2 separate regions of the Mus musculus genome follow, and region 2 is linked to region 1. A link is a contact called in public Hi-C data. All regions are on one chromosome and are shown on one strand. Each heading gives the region's core, a stretch centred on a gene start, on an enhancer-like site or on the middle of the called end of the contact. The rest is flanking DNA. Distances are from core to core; before and after follow the strand shown. Region 1 overlaps Gm33655 (a long non-coding RNA gene). Region 2 overlaps Gm33655 (a long non-coding RNA gene).

Region 1 (6,575 bases), core at 1,971-4,470:
TCAGCCCAGGACCATAGGCAGACTGAGCAAGACTCAAAGGGCTTTTCCACTCCTGTGCACCAGGGGGCACCGGGAAGAGGCTCAGGCGGGGATATCTCAGACTTCTTTTCAGCACTCAGAGTGCCGGGACCTGGCTGGGATTACACAGTGGGTTCTGCGGTGCGCTCAGTCCCTAGCTGCCTGGCAACTTCCGCTGCTTTCAAGGTCTAATTTAGGAATCTACGGAAATGAGCAGAACACTGAGAGAGACACACCAGTGCATTACAAAGGGACTCGCGGTCCACAGCCCACCGAAGCTGTTCCGAGCAGGGATGCAGGGGGGAAATGCTCCGACAGGATGTGTATAGTTTAGGGTACAGAGGGGTCTCTCCTGGCAAGAGAGACCAAACCTTATAATTAAGTATCTCCGTTTCCTTTCAGATATCAACAGCAACAACAACCACGTTCTCCGCACTGCCTAAACAGGACAAATCCCGGGTTAAGCAGTTTCTGGTGGTCTTCACACACACACACACACACACACACACACACACACACACACAGAGAGAGAGAGAGAGAGAGAGAGAGAGAGAGAGAGAGAGAGAGAGAGAATCTTCCTGAAAGCAGGCCTCTCCAGCCTCCCAGCACCTCCCCCTCCCCCTTGTGCCCTCCCCTAATCCCCCCTCCCCATTTGCAATTAGGGGTAATCTTTTGTTGCCTGGAAAGTGTAAAAATCACCAGCTTTTCTTTTTGCATGCATAATATCCATTTCCCCTCCAAGTGCGCTATTTGGTTAGGGAATTACATCTATTTACAAGAGTAGATGTTGCACAAAGGTTGTGTTTATGTGGAAAATTATATCGGTGACACGGGCTGATTGGCATGTGGAGGCTGGGAGAGCAAGCCGAAGAGGCCTCCTCATCAGCTTGGAATAACAAAATGATTGTATTTTCAGCAAAGCTAATTGATCACACACCTCGCTGGGCTATCTGTTTACTCAAAGGCCATCCAGGCCTTGGGAAGGTGGAAAGGAGAGAGCAGCGGGCAGTGGTCACTACCAGGCGGGGCCAGCCAAGGCTCTAGGGGTATGTAGCAGAGATAGGAGGTAGAATGAGTGGCCAGAACGAACCTCTGGGTCCTTCAGTTGTGCAGAGATGGGCAATTCAGTGTTCCCTGAAAAACTAGGCCCAGACCCAACACTAGAAATTTTGTCCTTTAAAAAAAAAATTTCATGTGGACATCAAGGCTTCGGGGAAGGGAAGGGCAGACCAGAGCAGGACCCGGAGCCACTGCAGAGAGAAGATACATTCGTTCCCTTCCCCTTGTCCATTTGAGAAACTAACCCCATTTCAAGCCAATGCTGAGCAGACTGGTGGAACAGAGGCTCTGGAACCCTGGCTCCATGTGTATGTCCTGACTCTCATCCCAGTACACATGGCAGAGTTAGGGATCAGATATAGTGGGGATCAGATATAGTGGGGTGCCACAGATAGAGTACAACCAGCTTCCAAATGTGCCCTGCAGAACAAAACCCCTATCCCACCACCACAGAGGCAGGGACTAGCCTCAGGTCTGTGATCTGCTTCCCTAAGCTGACTTATGAAGATATGCTGAGACTTCCCCAAACTGACCAGTCAGGCTAGGAGCCCTAGGAGCCCCAGAGCCCAAGCCATCTACAAAAGCAAGCAGAGTTCTATTTCCTCCCTAGTGAAAACTCCAGTTGTGGGGGCAGAAAACAAAGCAATCGAATAAGCAAGCACTTGGGTGAAAATGAGCAGTGACAGTAAAAATAACTGTTTGGGGACTAGTGTGGGGGCAGATTCACTGACCAGCACTTTGCAAATGTGAAGGTCATTTAGAAGCCACTGATCAGAAACATCATCACCACCTGCCCACCCTACGATGCGCTCATTTGGCTGTCTTGCAAATGCCCCAGTGGATCCTATGACTAGTTACTCTTTTACAGGGATGTGCAAAGCACAGCTCCCAGCTTGTCGGGTTCTAACTCCGGTTTGGAATCTTTCCATTGCTGATCAATATTAGATCTAGTAACTATTTCCTACAGAAAAAAAAAAGAGAAGAATACTTGAGAACAAATAATAAGTGCCCAGGATTTACTAGAGAAATCCTGAGATCCTCAGAGGACACTGAAACCAAAAACAAACAAACAAACAAACAAACAAAAAACCAAACCAAACCAAAACATCAACAACAACAAAAAAAAACTTAAGGAAAGTGAGATCTAGAATACCATGTGGATTCCAGCTGGCTACAGTTCGCACATTATTTAGAATTCTTGGATCAGGTGAGCCTGAATAAACTTCAGGTGCTTTGCCCCATCTCAGTCTGGAGGCTTTTCTTCTTTACCAAGGTGTAAGTGCAATTTGCAATTTGTACCAAGCTCCTTCTTCTGGAATCACTGATCATGTGGGCATTCATGCACCTGTGTGTGTGTGTGTGTGTGTGTACGCGTGTGCACGCGCCCATGCACTCCCTGACCCTTCAGAAAGACAAGCTGTTTATTAATGTGGCAGTCTCTGAATTGTTTTGTAACTGGAACCATTTTGTAATGAGGGGACATTAGTAAAACCTAGATCCAAAACAAACTCTTCTGTGTGCGTTATTTTTGCTCTGCAGTCAATGCTTTTTATTAGATTGAAAACTTTCACCGTGCTTTTCATCTCTGGCTGTATAATGTTCTAACAATAAAAAGAAAAAAAGAAAAATAACGGGCGGGGGGCGCGGCGACCAGTGACTCCAAAGTCTGGCAAAATAATATACTTTCTTGGATGTCTCTGTGTGTTGCCAATTAGCTTTGCTGAGAGCACAGGCCCCATCCATCACCCGCCTCTGGGTGGCTGTAACGGAGACCTAATTTGTTTCATATGCCCTAGGCTCAGGCGTTCATCCTTGCCTCCAACCTGCAGAGGAGCCCCTGTCCAAGGAGGAGATGAATGACAAGAAAACCCAGGACAAGCCAGCGGGACTCCTATCAGAAACTGCTCTGCTGTGGGTGGGAAGATCCCAGCCCTCCCAGGCCCACAGTTCCTCCCACAAGCTCCCCCACACCTCTCTCTCCTTCACCCCTTCTCCCCTTTCACGACCCAGAAGACCCAAGACTCACAAGCGGCCAGCGGGGCCCGAGTGGAGAATGGAAAACTGCCTCTTCCTCCAGCTTCCCAGGGCTGGCCCTGCCTCGCCCCTCTCTGCTGTTCCCACCCCCTCCCACCTACTCCTTCCACAAGCCCGACTTTTGAACCTCCAGTTCCCTAGGAATTTTATGAATGCTCAGCACAAGCCAAAATAAACTCGTAAAGAAAAGGCTTCTAAAGAAGGCCGGAGCCGCGTACAGCAAGTGCTAAGCGGTAAATACAAAAGTTCTTCAGGTCGCTGGGAGCTGTGCTCTGGGTGGTGGAAGGTTGGGGTCAACCAAGGGAACGAAGGACAAGGGGAACAATGAGTGAAGACTTCCTTTCCCCTCCTTCAAGAAAATCCAGGTCCTAGATTCTGTCTTTACTTCTTTTTAAAGCCTAATAGTCTGTCCTCTCTTTTTATTGATGAACTAGCCCAGAGAAGTGGAGAGATTTATCAAAAGTCACACAGTAAGCTTACCTGGCCAGCCTTGGAGCGCCCCCTCCCTGTGAGATTGTGGAACTACATGGTAAGAAAAGAAAGCGCCTAATGCAACCCTGGCCTACATAATCTTCTGCTGTGGATACAGGATACGGGATACAGGATGCACCGGATCTGAACACCCAGTATTCTGCCCAATGTGTCTTTCGATTACATTTAAAACTCAGTCATGGCACCAGAGAGAGATAGCTCAGCTGATAAAAGCATTTGTCACTAAGCCTGACAACCTGTGTTTGATCCCCAGGACTCACAAAGGAGGAGGAGAGAACCAGCTTTTGAAAATCATTGGTTCTCTGACCCACACACTTGTGCCATGGCACGCATTCCATGAACATACGCACACACAGATACAAATCAATAAATGTAATACAAGCATTTTTAAGAATAACGCTCAGTCGCCTATACCACTACCTGAGGTCATAGATGGAGAAGCACAGTTCTCACACACCTCCACCCCGTCAGAGTTCTACCAGAAGGTGGTTTTCCAATGCATAGGGCCCGGAACACGGAAAGAATCTTCTGGAACACGATGGGCAAGGGCCCATTGCTCTGGCTTCCATAGGCCTTGGCATCTCCTCTGCCAATCATGATACTGCCACTCACTGTGAAGAGCAGTGTCCTACATATACCCACATAGAGTAAGTACAAGCGCTGTGGAACCAAAGCATTGCCTCTTCCCTGCTGGAGATTCAATCCAAGAATTCTGGAGTTGGAGAAGGCCTTAAAGGCCATTTAGTTAAGCTCCTCCCAGACCAAATCTCTCCTCCACTCCCTTGAGTGTAAAACTGGGACCAGTTCCTCATCAGGATTCTATGCAGTTGTTCCCAGCCCACCCCAAGATTCATCTAGGACAGGCCTTGGCAGGAGCTGGGACATCCACAGGAGCAGGGCAAGGCTGCTCTGAAGAGCTCAGATGGGCAGAGCAGACACAGGGGACTGTTCCAGGGAGCCAGACTCTACAGAGCCCACAGGGGTCTAGCTAGCTTGGGCTACAGTTGAAGCAGCTTCATTCGGTTCCTGGTCTCCATACTTTTATCAAGAAAGAAGTGTAAGTAAGAGATGTCAGGGCTGAGAAGAGAGGAACTTGGTGATTGGATAGGTGTGACTCTGACTCTCTCTCTCTCTCTCTGTGTGTGTGTGTGTGTGTGTGTGTGTGTGTGTGTGTGTGTGTGTGTGTGTAGGAGAAGCAGAGCCAAGACTGACTCAGGGATACAGTATGTGTGTTTTCCAGCTGGAATTTGCCAGTCATGACAACACTAGCTGGCACTGATTGGGCACTTACTATATGCCAGGCAATACGCTAAGCATTTTATATATGTGACCACATTTAATCCTCTCAGCAATTCTGGGGGTTTTCCAGAAGGAAAACAAGAGAGTTGTGACATTAGCTGGCATTGATTAAGAATTTACTACATGCCAGGCATTATGTTAAACATTTTACATACATGACTTCACTTAATCCTCACAGCAATTATGAGGAACTCCTCCTACTTTATCCTTTATTCTCAGAAGGGGCACACCGTCATACAGCCCTACTGTTCAGCCCTCGGCTCTCCCATTCTTTCCCCCACCTGACGTTCTCTCCCTTCCCTGAATAGCACTCCAGGTTCTTGCCAGGCCATCCCCATGTTCATGACTACCCAGGCATCTAGGCAGGGCTGCTTCCTCCTCTCCCATCCTCCAGAGTCTTCCACGTAAGAACTTGGCCTCCTCAGCCCAATCCAAGGGCGCTCCAGTCTCATCTAGCCCCTTCTCTGCCCCTCAGCAGTGCACATATAGCCTCGTTCTGAGCCAGGCCCTGTGGGGATCCCGGAGATATGGAATTGACCTGACCCCTGCTCGCGCCGTTAGCCAAGACAGGCGTCTGTCTGTGGAGACTCCTCCCTGTTCAAACATCTTTCTCTGGTATTTCCTACTGTCTTTCATACCCTTTCAGGTTGTTCATAACCCAGTTGTGGTGGAACCACTTTAATTTCTGATTGCTGTGTCTATCTGGCCCAGAGGCAAGTTCCCCACTATGGGATCATATACCCCACCTCCAAATCCTTATGATGAAGCCCACATTATTTACTTTTGTGTCATTATGATTAAAATATCAGTCAGAAACAAGAGAGGAAAGATTTATTTTGGCTCATGGGTTCAGGAGGTTAGCAAAAGCATGATGGTATCTGTGGTGACAGGCGCACAGGGTGCAGCCCACGATGGTGATGAGGAGCATGATGATGAAGATGATGAAGATGATGGCCGCGATGGTGTTGATGACATCATGTCAAGATAATAAGACGTCATGCTTCCTCTTGCAGCTTCTCTGCCCTTCCTCTTCACACCGGCAGGGACCTACTTACTCTCTCCCTAGCAAAAGTACACGGCTTTGCTTTTCAAAAGTATAAGCCCAGGAGTGCCGAGGGGGCCAATGAGGAGAGGGAAGAGAAGACGACGCACAGATGACGCAACCTAGCTTGGGAATCCTGGGAAAGGCAGGCCATTCTCAGGCCGTGTAGAGAGCAGCGCGGGCTGTGCGGGTCCCTGCAGGAGAACTGTGCATGTGGAACAGTGTGTCTGTGTGAGGTGTGACTGACCTCTCCACTGCCACACCCAAGTCTTCCACAGGCCAGAAAGGGCTAAGCAGTGAGGGCAAGTGCTCAGTGATGTGGGGACCCCAACGTCTTGATTCTGTTCAGTCAGTGAGAGATTATGCCCTGTACCCCGACCTGAACCAGTGCCCTGAGAGTCACATCGTGTACATCAACAGCTACCACCTGTCGCTACAGGATTGTGTCGAGTCTCCAGGCAGATTCAGGGGAAGAAGGTGCTGGTGTCCCTCCATTTTAAGCATGGAGGCGCTGAATCTGTAGACACTGGTTGGCTTGCTCCATTGCTTCTTTGTAACCACGACAGGATACCCGGCCTCTGGAATCTCTATGCTAAGTCCCTGCTTCCTCACCAGCATCCTTACATCTGCT
Region 2 (6,575 bases), core at 2,630-5,129, 150 kb after region 1:
CGTTGTTACCCAATGAATTAATAAATATATCGATAGATGAGTGGATGCTTGATGGATAGCTGAACTACTTGATGAATTGAGGATGGATAGTGGGTGGATGGATGGATGGATGGATAGGTGGGTTGATGGGTGGATGGATAGATGGATGGATGGGTAGATGGATGGATGGATGGATGGATGGATGGATGGATGGATGGATGGGTAGGTGGGTTGATGGGTGGATGGATAGATGGGTAGATGGGTAGATGGATGGGTGGATGGATGAATGGATGGGTGGGTAGATGGATGGATGGATGGATGGATGGATGGATGGATGGATGGATGGATGATGGATGAACAAGTAGATGAAAGGAGGGAGGAGGGGAGGATATTGATGAATGAGTGGTGAGTGAGTAAACAGGCTTGGTTTACTGTATTAGGAACTCTGCAGAATCGTGGAGCAGAGAAAGCAGTTCTGTGGCTCTTCAGGACAAGCTAAGAGCCCTAAGTCAAAGCTACAGCAAAGTAAACATTAGTTTATTGTAAGCAGAAAATTGCTATCACAAAATATGCTCCACCCATCATGGGAGGTAGGTAACAGGAAGGAGCCAGATGCTGGTTGAAAGACTAAGTTACAGTGATTTTTTTTTCCAATTTCAGACTAAGAAACAATAGGGTTCGGAAGGACTCAAAGGGAACTTTCTGTCGTCAAAGTTTAGGATGTCTGTGTCCTCATTCCTCTACCTTAGAACTTGGATGCTCTTTTCCTTCATACCATTCCTGGGGCTGAGGACAGGGTCAGTGACATGGACTACACTGTGAGCATTTACTAGGTATGCTCCTGACAACAAATAAGAGTCAAGACTGCTTCTTACTCCACATCTGTCTGCTTTCCTCATGTTGGCTTGCTGCATATACGGTAGCAGTGCTAATATTTCAGAATCTTAAACAGCCCAACTTGAATTTTATTACCCTCTTGGTCGTCATTGGAACCATGTACAAAAGCATACAGCAATATCTTCATAATGTTGTGGGAGAATTAAATGAAAGAATTGTACAGCCCACCTAGAACCATGCCAACAAGTGATAATAGCATAATCAGTATTGGTTTTAACATTGCTGTGAATATGCAGATCCACATCTACGTTTGCATTCATATTTATATCATTACTACAGAATAGTGTTGTATTGCATGGTGTTATTGTAGATGTAGTACTTTAATACCATGGATTCATGGATGCTTGAAGCCACATATTACTCAAAACTGATCTTTTTAGAAGCTTGGGACATTGGAATTACCATATCTTAGAGGCATGGAAAATTCAATCTGGCTACTCTCTCATCAGGCAGAATTGTGAGGTACTGAATCCAGAGAGCCCAACAGTCCAGGACAGAAGCCTCTCTCTTCATCCCACAGCTCCAGGCCAAAACACCCACTGGGAAACCTGGGGGGTCCCAGATGAACCCCTTGGCCCCATACTCCTATTCACAGACAATCCAGAATCCCAGGAATTTGTGACCACAGTGAGTGGAGCCACTGATTGAGCCTGGAGGATGATGAAATATGGAAGCTTCCAGAGTTAGCCTGGTGGGGAAGGCCACATTTTCTGTGTCATGTTCTATTGCACGCCAATCAATTACAGTGTGCCCTATATAAACACATCATGAGGGCTTTGACAGGGGGCCGGGGTGAAGTTGGGTGTCAGGGTAAAACAGGGGATAATAAAATCACTGGAGATTTATTCCTCTAAATTGGAAACTTCATGCTTACACCTGACTAAATCATCAGGCTGAAACTGGAGCCGACTCCCACGGAAAACACGTGTAACCTTATCCCATCTTTGTTTAACAGCGACCCATCAAGCCGCTGATGGGTTCTACAGATGCGCGAGCATCCTCCTTCAGCTCCCTGGGTTGTGGGGGTCTCAATCAGACCTGTCTTCACTGGGCCCACCCTATTTTCTGGTGGCTTTTGCAGGGCTGGAAGAAGGGGCCTTTCTTAAAGGTGGGTATCTCTGTGGTCTCCACACTGTGTGTACCAGCAATCATCCAGTGAAGCTGCATCCAGTGAAGCTGTCCTGGGGATGGAGGGATGCTGTTAAATAATAGGAAAAACAACCAAGACATCAAGAAGCAAACTCTAGGCTAGAAGCTGTCCATCTTACCTTCAAGTCACAGGTCTGAGAAAGCACCTGTGGTTAATGACGCAGCCTGCCTCTACCCTCACAGAGCTTACCTGAGGATTTGGTAAGCTGATGATAGAAGGTGCCTTAAAATTTATAATCGTGTGGTTTATGTTGCTTAATCTTCCATTTGAATTATGAAACACTGTATGTGGTCCCAGGAGGTGGTGTGAATTAACTAACCTCTGTGTTAAGGACTTTGCCTGTGTCCAGAGTTATGGGCCAGAATGGGGAGGAAGTCTCCGAAGGGACTCTAACCATTAATTTGCTATCCCAACTGTATGCTAAAACCCCCAGGGCTACAAGGGCTTAAGACAAGAGTCTATCTGATTCCCACATCACAGATAAGAACTACACTCTTTGCAGAGATGACAAATCAGGAGATCAGAGAGTTTAGGTAGCTTTACTAAGTCACACAATGATGAACCAGGGTGTCCCTCTATATTTGCTGACACCCACTCCCAAGTTCATTAATATATACAGCAAGTTCATTAATATATACAGCAAGAGCTCTGATAGAGAAAAGGTGAGTACTATGTCCCTGCCTCTCCCAGACCCTCCCTTTAGACCATAAAGTCTTCCGCACACCAACACACTCACCCCAGTGCACACAGCAGGTAGTCAGTGGCTGGGAGGCTGCAGCAGGAGGCTTCTTGCTCAGAAGAGGGACCCTAGGCTTACCTCCACCGTCGCCCTTTCGGTGGGACGGGGTGGGGGAGGGGAGGAGGAGCCCCTGTGTCATTTTCAGCAGCAGTCAGCAGAGCCTTACAAAGTGCAAGATGGCTTTTTTAGCCCAGCATAAGGATCTAGTTAAAAACCAATAAATCAGCAGTGAAATGTGCATAGCAGCCTTCTCCGTAAAATCAACATGGCTTGTGCCTCTGCAGGGAGCCTTCTGACTGCCGGCTGAAGCCTGGGTCGCGGGCAGAGCTCTCCTCTGTCCCGCAAAAGTCTCAGAGAAAGAGAGAGAGAGGCGGAGAGGGAGGGAGGGAGGGAGGGAGGGAGGGAGGGAGGGAGGGAGGGAGGGAGGGAGGGAGGGAGGGAGGGAGGGAGGGAGGGAGGGAGGATGGATCTCTTCTGCCCCTAGAAAAGAATCAGGTAACCCGGAGCGCCGCCAAGGAGGTGCCTGGACTGGAGATCTGCAATCCCCAGACATAGACGTGCCAAAAAGGTGTGTGAGCAAGGCCCAGACTGCCCTTGGCCTCCTCCTCCCGACACGGAAAATCGAATTAGGAGACAGCCGGGCTGGGACTGGATGGGATGCGAGGGCCGAGAGTCTCCCCAGCACCGAATCCGACCGCCAGCTGCAGGGAGGGCACGGGATCCCTTGGTGCAGACAGCCCCCGATCCCTGCTTCCCCTCGGGTCGGTATTTAATATCTGTAAAACTGCCACTTGGACTGCCAAGGTAAACAGTGTCCCTGGCAGTTCAAAGGTGAGCGCGCCCCAGCGCTCTCCCTCGGGCCGCGCCGCCAGCTCCGCATCTGTGCACCCCGCGCCACGTCTCCCACGCACGCTCCAGATTTCTCATTAAAATCCGCGACTGTGTCAACAGCGCGGCCTGGGCTCCGGAGCTGGAAAAGCCATTTCGCCGCCCCACCCGGCCCCGCCAGGCCGCCGCCTCTGTGCTGCTCCCCAGCGGGTCCCTGGAGGGTCCCCGAGCACGGAGCGCTGTCGGGCCCGGGCCAGGCCACCCAGCGGCAGTGCGAGCCCACCCGGCCCCGGCCCAACAGGTGAGAGCGCTGGCGACGCTCGGGCCTCCTCTGGTGACTCGCACCCAGCATTCTCTGTCCTAAATCAGGGTTTCTTGCAGAATCTTCAAGACAGCTGCAGCCCCAGACACACCTGGCCAACTTGTTTGTTCCCTGGAACTCCAACTCCTTTTTGTCGTGCTGATCTACAGCAGAGTATTCGGCCCTTGCCAGCAATAAAATTTTCTTTACAGGAAAGGGTGCTGTAAAGAAGGGCCGGAACACCACTGCAGTAAGGCCAGACTTCAGAAAGGGAAATCTAACAGTTGCCAATGGAGTTGAGACCCAGCTCTGACACACAGGATGCTTGCATTGCTCCTTTAGGAAAGGTAGAGGCATTGAAAGCTGGAGAGATGGCTCCACACTTGCAGCCCCCAGAACTCACGTAGGACTATTCACACATGTACAGCTCCAGAGGTTCTGGCATCCTCTTCTGGCTTCTGTGAGCATCCATAAACAGATTCATACACACACACACACACACACACACACACACACACACACACACACACTAAAATTTAGAATGGGGGGGGGGCTGGAAGGATTCCTTAGTGGTTAAGAACACTGGGTCCTCTTCCAGGTGTCCTGGGTTCAATTTCCAGCACCCACTTGGCAGATCACAACCATCTATAACTCTATTACCACAGGATCTGATGCCCTCTTCTGGTCTCCCCAGGCTTCAGGCATGCATATGGTACACAGATACACATGCACATGGTGCACAGACATGCAAGCAAAACAATCACAAACATACAATAAGATAATTTTAAAAATAAATCTAAAGAAAACAGAGAATAATGGAAAGATAATGGCACTGCCCACCTCCTCCAGCTCCCGGGACTCAGAACGACTCCGCACAGTAGTTCTTCTTTCATCAGTCTATATTTATTTATTAAGGCCCTCTTGCACAGAGCCATGAAAGGAACAGCTGGTAGTCCAGGGAAAACAGGAAGCTGACGGTAGGTCATGGAAAGGAACTGGAGAGTGTTGACAGGATGCCTCAGACTAGGCCTTAGGGAAGGGAGATGTAGCAGAGGCTGAAAGACAGAGGACAGAGGCAGTGAAAGAAGCTTCCAGGACTTGAAGGGAGCCTGATAAGGAAGGAGCCCTGAGGGATGGCACAGGCACAGAGACAGAGGTGGGGCTGATGGAGGGGGTGTGAGCCTTTACAAGGCATGGAACTCTCCAGGAACACCAACTTCTAGTGCTTGGTGTTTATGTATGCTCACCAGAACACATATGGTTACTTATTTTCCTTTTGTTTTACAGGGGAAAGTGGGAACAAAGCCTCCAACAAATTATACAGTCGAGTTTCTGTCGTTTGAGGAAATGACATTGGTCAGCACATCTGGAGTACAATGGATAAGCCTCATCCTGGATCTCCCTGCCTGGTAACTATGTGAGTTCCTATGTATGGAAATGTGTGTATTTAACTGTGCCCTGAGATGTACACCCACGGGCCTGCATGTTTAAAATGTCTTTGTGTATTTAGATGTATGCATGTTGTCCAGGTCAATGTTCATGTATGAATATGAGTATGTATGTACCTGTGTATGCAGCTGCAATAGCAGAAGTCTGAATAAAGATGCATGCATTTGCTTTTGCACAAGCATCTATGTCGTTTGTGTGTATCTGTGTGTGTGAACTTGTTTTCCCCTACACTTTAAGAGAAAACATGGAGTTCTCACTTCCATACATCCATACATGGCAAGGGTATAAGGCTGGAGCAGCTGACTGGGTTCCAAGTTTAACTTTCATCAAAGCCAGAAAACTACCAGCAGCATGTCCTGCCCAGAACCCCAAAACACAGCCTCCATCTCCCCCATTAAAATGGTTAATGTGACCCCTCTCCCTAAAGGAAGCCAGTCCTTCCCTCTGACTGTTCCCTGAAGAGTGCACCCTACTCCTCCCTCCCTTCAGCGTACCCAGGCCTCTCAAACTGCCCATTGTAAAACAACAGTTATAAAAGAAACAAGATCAAATTGTCACACACGGTGAAGATAAGTGTGCACGGTAACACATTTGTTTTGGGTGTGTCTGGGAGTGCTGGTGACCCTGAGCTGAAAGGAAATATGGCTGAGTTGTGGTCTCTTCCACCCCCTGGCCTTCAACCTAGACTTGGGACTTGGGACTCTCACAAGCTACTCACAAGCTCAGGAAGCCTGGCGTTTCCTCCAGCTGCTGCCCCCTCCAGTGTCTTCATCAGCAATCTTCTATAGAAAGGTGTCTGCACTCAGCACCCACACTTGATCCCCTCCCATGGGGCCAGCTGTAATATCAAGCAGCCTTCCCACAGGGCCTGGGGACAGCTTCCCTGATTCCCACTTCCCACCGCACCTTGCTTTTCTGTCTCTGGGGCCACCCTCTCCATCTCTCCTGAAGGTTCTTCTGTTCCTGCCCTGCTCTCAGTGTGGGTACTCCTCAGTCCTGGCTTCTATACCCTCTTTTCTAGACTTAATAACAAGGCAGTTGGGTCCAAATGAATATGCCCCCCTCCCGAATTTCCATCCTGTCTCTCTCCCTACCCCAGTCATGTCTCTCCAAGCTTTCCAAAAGTCCACCAAATTGGCATGACCCCTTTCCTGGTGTCCCCTGTCTCTGTGTATGCTTATCCCTGACCCGACCAGTCCCAACATCCAGACACCCCACAGCCTCACCAGGCC

What was found. A called contact is a pair of places that touch in the nucleus more often than the background predicts.
Region 2: a Hi-C map of uterus shows a contact between it and region 1, with 2.7 times the contacts expected there. The contact joins two enhancer-like sites. A contact is called at or near these places in 9 of 39 promoter capture datasets (the 3T3-L1 cell line, cranial neural crest, embryonic stem cells and 6 more), 1 of 15 datasets of contacts at CTCF or cohesin (stem cell-derived epiblast-like cells), 24 of 484 Hi-C or Micro-C datasets (cerebral cortex, embryonic fibroblasts, embryonic stem cells and 3 more), 14 of 115 datasets of contacts at active chromatin or transcription factors (craniofacial prominence, embryonic basal ganglia, embryonic forebrain and 9 more) and 1 of 9 other capture datasets (embryonic stem cells).

What each region holds. Positions count from the first base shown.
Region 1 is chr4:114,685,556-114,692,130 of GRCm38.p6, forward strand. The region is part of intron 1 of Gm33655 (a long non-coding RNA gene); the gene reads right to left. Among named protein-coding and RNA genes, the nearest start is that of Gm12829, 8.5 kb to the left of the region's middle. Within about 2 kb of position 3,221, at least 35 of the 459 cell types and tissues checked have an H3K27ac peak or open chromatin away from gene starts, as enhancers often do. A contact at or near this core is called in embryonic limb bud and uterus, where this site is marked.
Region 2 is chr4:114,839,807-114,846,381 of GRCm38.p6, forward strand. The region is part of intron 1 of Gm33655 (a long non-coding RNA gene); the gene reads right to left. It overlaps Gm12830 (predicted gene 12830), which reads left to right. Exons shown (of 4, transcript NR_033617.1): 2 at 1,832-1,984; 3 at 5,182-5,311. It also overlaps the pseudogene Gm23230. Among named protein-coding and RNA genes, the nearest start is that of 9130410C08Rik, 18 kb to the left of the region's middle. Within about 2 kb of position 3,880, at least 45 of the 459 cell types and tissues checked have an H3K27ac peak or open chromatin away from gene starts, as enhancers often do. A contact at or near this core is called in embryonic limb bud and uterus, where this site is marked.